Linked DNA regions of Urocitellus parryii: region 1 is linked to region 2. A link is a contact called in public Hi-C data. All regions are on one chromosome and are shown on one strand. The core of a region is the stretch at or near the end of the contact, and the rest is flanking DNA. Distances in the headings are between cores, read along the strand shown.

What was found. Hi-C and Micro-C count contacts between places; a contact is called where the count stands out from the background.
Region 1: a Hi-C map of muscle shows a contact between it and region 2, with 4 times the contacts expected there. The contact joins the promoter of Prickle4 here to the promoter of Taf8 in region 2. A contact is called at or near these places in 2 of 2 Hi-C or Micro-C datasets (liver and muscle).

The regions. Positions count from the first base shown.
Region 1 is chr8:109,197,113-109,201,116 of mUroPar1.hap1, forward strand. It overlaps Prickle4 (prickle planar cell polarity protein 4), which reads right to left and starts at 1,824. Exons shown (of 7, transcript XM_026383686.2): 1 at 1,809-1,824. Frs3 (fibroblast growth factor receptor substrate 3) reads left to right here and starts at 2,551. Exons shown (of 7, transcript XM_026383570.2): 1 at 2,551-2,634.
Region 2 is chr8:108,986,538-108,990,673 of mUroPar1.hap1, forward strand. Taf8 (TATA-box binding protein associated factor 8) reads right to left here and starts at 1,271. Exons shown (of 8, transcript XM_026383552.2): 1 at 1,218-1,271; 2 at 266-422. The coding sequence starts at 1,262. Ccnd3 (cyclin D3) reads left to right here and starts at 2,389. Exons shown (of 5, transcript XM_026383491.2): 1 at 2,389-2,575.

The DNA of each region.
Region 1 (4,004 bases), core at 574-3,073, 210 kb after region 2:
CTTGAGTTTCTGAAGTTCAAATTCTGGAGTCTCCCAAGATTGGGTGGAAGGGAAAAGGAGTCCCACAGTGGGAGGAGAGGGCATTTTGCTTTTTTGGTGAGCCCATGGGCACCCCAAAACAACTGAATGCTCTCCATTTCTCCATAAACCCATGTCCCTCTCAGCTCATCTAGTCTATAGATGTAGGACAGAGGAAGACGCTGTGCTTTTATTTATAGCAGCTATTTATTTCTTGTTTTCTTTATTTTTCTTTTGCAGTGCTGGGAACTGAACCCAGGGCCTTGCCCATGCTAGGCAAGTGCTCTACCACTGAGCTACATCCTCAGCCTCTATGGCAGCAATTTCATTGGATAATCTTAATACATTTCTTTAGACTTTCTTAGCAAGTCCTGATGTGACTGCAGTATCTTGATGGTGAAAAGAAACTACTGAAGTATAATAGAGATGGGCCCTGCCTTCAAAGAATTCATAGGCTAGTGATGAAACCAGACCGAATGGGACCAGAACGCTGGGCACATCACACACACTGGGGGAAAAAATTACCATTACCATAGCAGCCAGTGTGCAGTGGTACAGGCTGTGATCCCAGCTATTCAGAAGGGTAAAGCAGGAGAACCACAAGTTCGAGGCCAACCTTGGCAACTTAGCAAGACCCTGTCTCAATATAAAAAAAGGGGTAGGGACTTAGCTCAGTGGTAAAGTGCCCCTGAGTTCAGTGGGGCTGGTGGTGGGGAGGACTACCATAGTTAATTTTTTCGTTTACTCTGTGCCAGGGACAATTTTAGGATTTTACATAATATAATCCATCCCCACAATAATCCTATAAAACAGTTTATTTTGTCCCATTTTACAGCTGAAACAAACTTTAATATGTCCAAGGTCACACTAGAAAGCTAAAGGAAGCTTTAGGAGGAGGTGGCCTCAGAGCTGGATGGAGTCTAACAGCAGCTGGGAATAGGGGGGTAAATATTAAATCTCTGGCCTCTTTTAAGACATGACTTTGGAGTTGGGCCCAGGTTTGGACCATAACAGTTATCAGTGCTTCCCAGGCCTGAATCCTCCTCAGCCCTGTTTCAAATGTCCTGTGCCACCCTTCCCTTCTTTCTGGCTCCACACCCACCTGCTTCCTTCCTGTTCTGTCCTCAGGTCAGGCAGATTTCCTGTAGAAGACAGCCAGGATGGACTATTCAAACTGGGAGCCAAGAGTAGCAACTTCCCCTAACAGCACTGACCCTGCTCTAGATAGCAAGAAGGGGGACATATGGGACCTCAGAAGGGGATTTGCACTTTCTTCTAGGTTAGCTAATAACTGAAGTTCAGCACGGAATTGTCCGAATTTAGATACAGCGCTCAGATCTTTGTCTCTCACTCTTCCCCCATCTCTACCCAGAGCAGCCTAACTTACCTCCACCTAGCACTGGACCCCACCTTACTAACATGCCATATTTCCCCTCCCTCCTCTCCCCAGATGAGGGACAGGGTTGAACTGCCGCCTCCCCGCAGGTGGAACCACGCTCAGGGAGTATAGAAATCCTCAACCCACGCCTGCCTAGAAGGGCAGAGTCCGACAGGCTCTAGGGGTTGGCGAGCAGGAGGGAAGGGGTTTCCCCCGGACAGTGGGGGGGAAAGGGGCGGGGAGTGTCCGGTACCGCCAAGTGCCCTCTTAATAGATCCCAAAGTTTTTCTAGGACTTTATGGGGCCCACCCGCAGAGAGGGGATATGGGGTGGTGTGGTTTCCAAGTCTACTCGGGCTCCTTGTCTGGCTAGTAGCCTAGGGAAGGGGACCGGGACTCCGCCGGGGCCTCACCGCAGCTTCCAGCCGGTGTCCGCGCTGTTCTGGACAGACCCGCCGTCCGACCCGCCCCTAGCCCCGCCCCCCGCCTCTGCCCGCGGGGTAGGTGCGGCCCTTCCTCCCCCGCTTCCCCAGCGGTCCTCGCCCTCCCGCCCGGTCCGGCTGGTGGAGAGGGGCGCCGCGGGGAGGGGGGACTTAAGAAGAGCATTCGTGGGATCCCAGGGTGGAGACAGAGCAGGCTGCCTTGCCCTCGCCAGGCGTGGGCTTTGCGCCGGGACTCCGCCCAGGTTCTTAGCCGCGCGGAGAAAGAAAGCGCACAGCGGAGTCTGCAGCCTCTGCTCCCCGGAGGGTCCCAGGTCCCCTCAGACCTCCCCTCTGGCCCCAACCCTACCCCTCTCGGTGTGCTTCCCTCCCGTTCCCGTCTTCTTGTCCCCGTTGGTCCCCCCGCCGTTTTTCCTCTCCTCAGCCCTCTAGGGTCCCGCTCTTCTCCCTTTTTATCCCTCGGACCTTCTCCCCTATCTTTCGTGCCTCCTCAGCCCCGCCTCCGCTTTAGGCCCCGCCCCGCTCCCGCCAGGGTTCCCAGCCGCTGACCGGGAGCGCCCTCTGGCGTCTGCGCATGCTCCCTGTTCCCGACTGCAAAGTCCTCCAAAGGGACCTTCTAGGCTGTGCGCCGGTCGCCCCCGCTCGGGTCCGCCCGCCCGCAGCGTCTCGTTGGTGCTGCTGGTGACCTCCGACCCCGCGGCCGCGGGGCGGGGCGGGGAGGCCTTAGCTCCGGGCGGGCGGCGGTTACTGCAGCGGGACCCGGGAGCGGGGCCCGGCGCCGCCCGGGCCGAGGGGCGATGTGAGTCGGGGCGCGGCGGGGCGGGGACGAGGCGGCTCTACTGAGGCCGCGTCGCGCCGCGCCGCAGTCTCTGCTCCCTCCCTAGGAAGCCCCGGGCAAGCGGGCGGTGGAGTCCCCAGGGCTGGGGGCGGGGATCCAGGCACGGTGCGCGGCCCGACCTTCCCATTCCTTGCGGGTCCCTAGAAATAACCCCTTGACAACCCTGCTGCCAAATCTGCCTCTTACTCCCCAGACCCTACCTTCTCCCCCTCCCCCGTCACACCTTCGCATCTCCTGTAGCCCTCAAAACCCCTTGATCACTTTACGAATCCCCTGAAACGCGCACAGACCCACCGTTCTGAATGTCCCCAGATGCTTCCACTTCCCTGAAATTTCTCAGATCGAGCCTTCATATCTTCTGTTTTCTTTGCACCATGCTCAAATCCAATTCTTGCCCACGTCCCTCCTTTGCATGCATGCATTTTAGTCACCATAACCCCATCTAACTCCAGTCCCCACTCCATACCTATCCTGGATGGGAGCCCCCTCCCCCATCCTTCCCGCCCAATGGAATCTCCCCTCAATGGGTTATCTAATGATATGTCCAAACATCATCTGATGGAAAAGATGGAGACAGGAAAAGTACAACCCTTCCCCCACTTGCACCCCGTAGTTCTTGGTTTCACACACAATCCTCACTCCCTCTGATAGCTTAAGCTCCAGTGTTTTCCCAGGAATCTATCTTTAGGCTGTGCACATCTCCTTTGGCCTGCTTCCTCCTTCCTCCTTCCTCCCAGAGAATAAACCACACTAAGAGGGTGGGGGTCCTTTTACCTAGGAGTTGTGCAAAGATGCAGGGCACTGTGTCCCTGGGAAATACTTTTTCCAGAGGGGGTGGGGTGGGGGTGGGGGGTGGGGATTTTGAGAGTCTTCAGAGTCTTAGTTTGTTGACTTTTCTACCTGGGGTGCAGATGCTCTCAAATTTGGCTTGTTAATATTTTTGTTAAAATTGGACTTTTCAGAGTTTGGGGAACAGAAAGTCAGTCTAGCTTCAAAATGTGCCATTGAAGAAGCTTGTCCTGGAAGAGGAAACTGTCCATTTTAGTGATGTTGGTCTTACATACTTACCTCTAGAAGTTATTGAAGCTATGAGTGCCACAGTTTTCTAATGTTTCCCCTAAAAACTAAGGCCTCTAGTAGGAGTTGGGGATGGGGTAGTGGGGAATTGACTTGTCAGTCTCCCAGATATTTGGTAGCAACAAAACAGACTATGATATTGGTTTCCTGAATCTTAAGCCAGTGCTATTTCTAGTACATTATAATGTACTTTTTAAGAAAGTTCTTTGTAGAGTTAAAATTCTTTGCAAAAGTAAGGCCTTGTTTTGGGTGTT
Region 2 (4,136 bases), core at 21-2,520:
TCACTTATACTCACAACTCCCTGAGGTACAATTTATTACCCCATTTCACAAATGAGGAAACTGAGGTATGGGAGGTTTAGTGACTTGCCTAAGTTATTAAGGGACATAATAATGACTTATACCCAAGCCTATCTGATTCTGAAGCCTGTAAGTCACTTCATTCCCCACCCCCGCTTTTGCCTTAAGTCCTAACACCATTGCAGTACAAGGCATAGATCTGATGTTGGGTTGACTAGAAGACAGCCTAGTGTTTCCTGGTACTCACAGCTTTGCAGCATTTCTGTCAATGTTTCCACAGATGCTTTTTCAGCACTCTCAAACCCTGCTTCTGTGAGCAAGGAGCTCACAACCACTTGCAGGGTTCTCCTCCGGGCCAGATGATAGTTATCTGCAGGGTTAGTGGACTGTTTACTTCCTGATCTCTGTGAAATTGGCAGGAGAGCAGGGGAAGACTTTCAACCACAGGACAAGGATACAATCACATAGTTCCCACATCATCAATGGCAAGCCAAAGTTCTTTTGCTATATACTTAGCAATGCTTAATATTCAGAATTATAAATCTTGACCAACTAAGTAATACTTTACCACCCAGGGTGCTCTAAATAAGAGATAACCTTTCTTCCAAACTCTAAATAAGAGATAACCTTTCTTCCAAACTAAAACGTTCCAGGAGGAAAAACAGCTTTTTCCCCCCACTTTCTGTGTTAAGAGATTATCAGAAAATATAGCTGAAGAAACATGTATGAAAAGATTGAATAAATCTACTTCCGCCAAAAGAAATAATCTCTCTCTTGTTCCATCTCTATACTATTTCATTAGCAAGGAAAAATAAAACAATAACACATAAAGCTGAAGACATCAAGGCAAAGGATAATCGCACAGAAATGTAGAGAAGCTAAATATTTTGAAACGGAATCCTTCCCAACTTTAGATGGCCAATAAGAAGGTGAAAACGGCTTCTTTGGACCAATCAGAAGGTGTTCCGGGTTCCCACCCACCCAACAGAGAACTGGCCAATCAAGACGCAGATCCACCAACTTAGGAGGCCGTCGCCAAGTCCTAAGGAGGGGGGGAGACGTTCGGCCTGAAACACCCTCCTCCTCTCAGAGCTCCTGGTGGGGCTGGATTTCTGGGCATGAGCGTGTTGCCCAGGCCAGGGCAAAGTTACAGAATGCCCAAACTCTCTGGGCTTCAGCCCTGCGCCTCCTTCCCTTACCGTTCCGGAGCTGCCGGCCCCGGCTGCGGCCGCCGTGTCGGCCATCTTGCTCTGGCGTCGTGTGCGCGAGCGCGGGGTGGGATGGGACTTGTAGTCACGGGGCGGGGAGTCGGGGAGAGGCGGGGCGGCGCGCGCCCCCCAGGTTTTCGGAAGCCCAGTGGCACTGGGGGTGAGGAGCGTCGATGACTCTGAGTTACGCGAACTTTTGTGAGAGAATTATTCTTGAGGCCTTCGGTGAGCTAGGGAATAGGCCAGGAAAACGCACTTTGGGTTTTACTGATTAAAAATAAATTATTTTAATGTGAATCGTTTCTCATAAAGAGCATAATCCTGAGAGGACCCCTGGAAGTCGCCTGCATTCGCAGAGGTTTCCAAATTTATCAGGTTAGCAACACCTGGTTGGGCCATCCCAGTCCCAGTGCCTTCACCGTGGGAGAGGGTCTTGTTATTAACAAGCTCCTCAGATGGTTTTCCTGAGCCGGTAATTTTGGGCAACCCTAGAGCGTCCCACCGCATGAATTTGTCCTCATGGCCCCGCAGCCACCAAGGCCCACTTGGAAGCAGAGCCTAAGGGCCACCTAGTCCGGGGTCTTCCACTACATCTCGCTGCGCTCTCGCTCTCTATTCATCCGCTAGTGATTGCGAGGCGAGCAGAGAAACCTTGTCCCTTTCCCGCCTCACTAGGGCGTTGGGTCCACGCGTCTGCTAGTGGTTTTGTCACTCGCCTGTCGGCGGGTTCTTCGAAGGAAGGGACCTCGAAGCACCTTAGTCGTCCGCGCAGGGGAAAATAAGATCACAGTGTTGTCACGGTGCTTGGCGTGCAGAAAGAGTTAAGAAATCACGCCTGCTGTTGTTGTTTACTTCCTGGATAGCGCACGCCGGAGTTGCGAACCCCAAGAAGGCAGCTGCCGAACCTGCCTGCGCCCGCCCTGCTGCCCACACCTGAGCTGCGGTCGCCCGTCCCCTAATCCAGGGCACGTGGGGCGGGGTCTGCAGGTCGCGAGTGGCGGGGCTGGGGTGGGGGCGGCGCCGATTGAGCAGCCCCGCGGCGCCTGGGGGTGTGGGGGACCCAGCCTTGGCGGAGCTGAGCACCCAGCCCCTTTGTCTCCCCCGCCCCCTCTTCCCCACTTCCTGCCCAGCTTTAAACTCGGAATCTGCGGCGCTGCGAGAACTTTGTAAACACGCCGCTCCTGCGGAGGTGGACACTAGCTCTTTTGGGGCGCCCAGGGGAGGGCGTATACCCCTCCCCGCGATTGGGGTTGCGACAGCCCCCGCTCCCCAAAGACAGAAGCCTGGGCGGCGGGAGAGAGAGTCTGCAGCCAACAGTCGGTGCTCCGGGGGGCTCGCCTGCCAAAGAGGTAGGCTTGGGGGCTGGAGAAGCCAGGATAGATGGACATCTATGCCTTTCTCTGGGGTTTTGCTTAAAGACGAAGCTGGAGACCCCGAGTTAGGGGTCAGTGGGTGGGTTAAGGGGGTTGCCTCGCTCCCATCACCTCCCCGTTGGCCACCAAAGCTCAGCTCACTTTCCCTTTTAATGCATTATTCTTCCGGGAGTTGAAGGGCAGGGAAGCCTCCATGAGCCTTGTAAATGTGTGCACACCTGCATTGCCTCCCTCCTAGTTGACTTGAAAGCCCAGGGGCTTCACTTTATTCCCCAGTGATAGGGGTGGAGGGCAGACCAGTATGGGTAGGGAGTCTGTGGGTGTTGAGACCAACCAGGGTCAAGGAGGGACCCCTCAGCATCCTCCCTTCTGTGGTGTTTAGTGGTTATGCAGATTATGGTCTTAGCCTTCCGGGTCTCACTTCACATGTGGACAAGAAGAATATGAAGTTTGCTGCTGTGCATGATTCATTTTCCTTGGTTGAGCACCAGCTATGTGCTTGGCATTGCGTGGGATGCTGAAGGCAGGAGTGATGTTCATCTATAGGTACTAGTCATCCTCCAGAACCCAACATTTGAGTTGGATTCTGGAGGATGACTAGTTCACCAGACAGAATTTTGTGGAAAGTCTTTGGGGACACTCATTCCTCTGAGCTGGATGGGCTGAATCCTATCTTGTTAGGCAGTGGGACACACTAGGAGCAATTGCTGCCCTCTTTCACCCACTGTCAGGTTTGAAGAAGAGGTGGGACTGAACAGGATGAATTCAAGGAAAAGCAGGTTTCTGGGCTGGTTCCCAAGATCCCAGGAACTCTCAGTTGGGTGCAACTAGCAAGGTCCACCATCCTTGCACCTGTTCCCCATCCTGAACTCCAGGATGGTTTCCTCTAAGGAGCTCTTGCCATTTGCCCACTACCTCAGTTCCCTTTGGGACCAGACATGAGTGGAAAGAAACTCTCCCATTGTGTCCTTGCTGATTCTGCTCTTCCTTTCCTGGATCCTTTGCAATTTGAATAGCACCACAATTTCTGAACTTATTTTTAACACTATTTGCTGTGGCCAGACTCTCTGCCCAGTCTGGATGTTGGAGACATCATGGTAAACAAGTCAGAGCGCTTACCTCCTGGTATTTAAATTTAAAGCATCCCTGATAATCCTAGAAGTGTTGAATGACCAATCACCATGGTCCTAACTGCTTCTCCTTCCTGTTTCCCTTTGCTCAAGGGCTTGGAATGTGAGCTAAGTTATACAGAACTATCAGGTGCTCTTCTAAGCAGTTTAGATGCAGCATCTCATTTAAATCTCCTGTTAGCCCTGAGAAATAGTCATTATGATGGTCTCCATGTTATAGGTGTGGACGCTGTGGCACAGGAGATAAGTAATCTTCCTAAAGAGGGAACAAGAAATAAATAGAACTGGAATCTAAGCCCAATTTATGGCTGGGTACAGTGGAGCACACCTGTGATCCCAATGACTCAGGAGGCTGAGGCAGGAGTATTGCAAGTTCAAAGCCAGCCTGAGCAACTTAGCAAGATCCT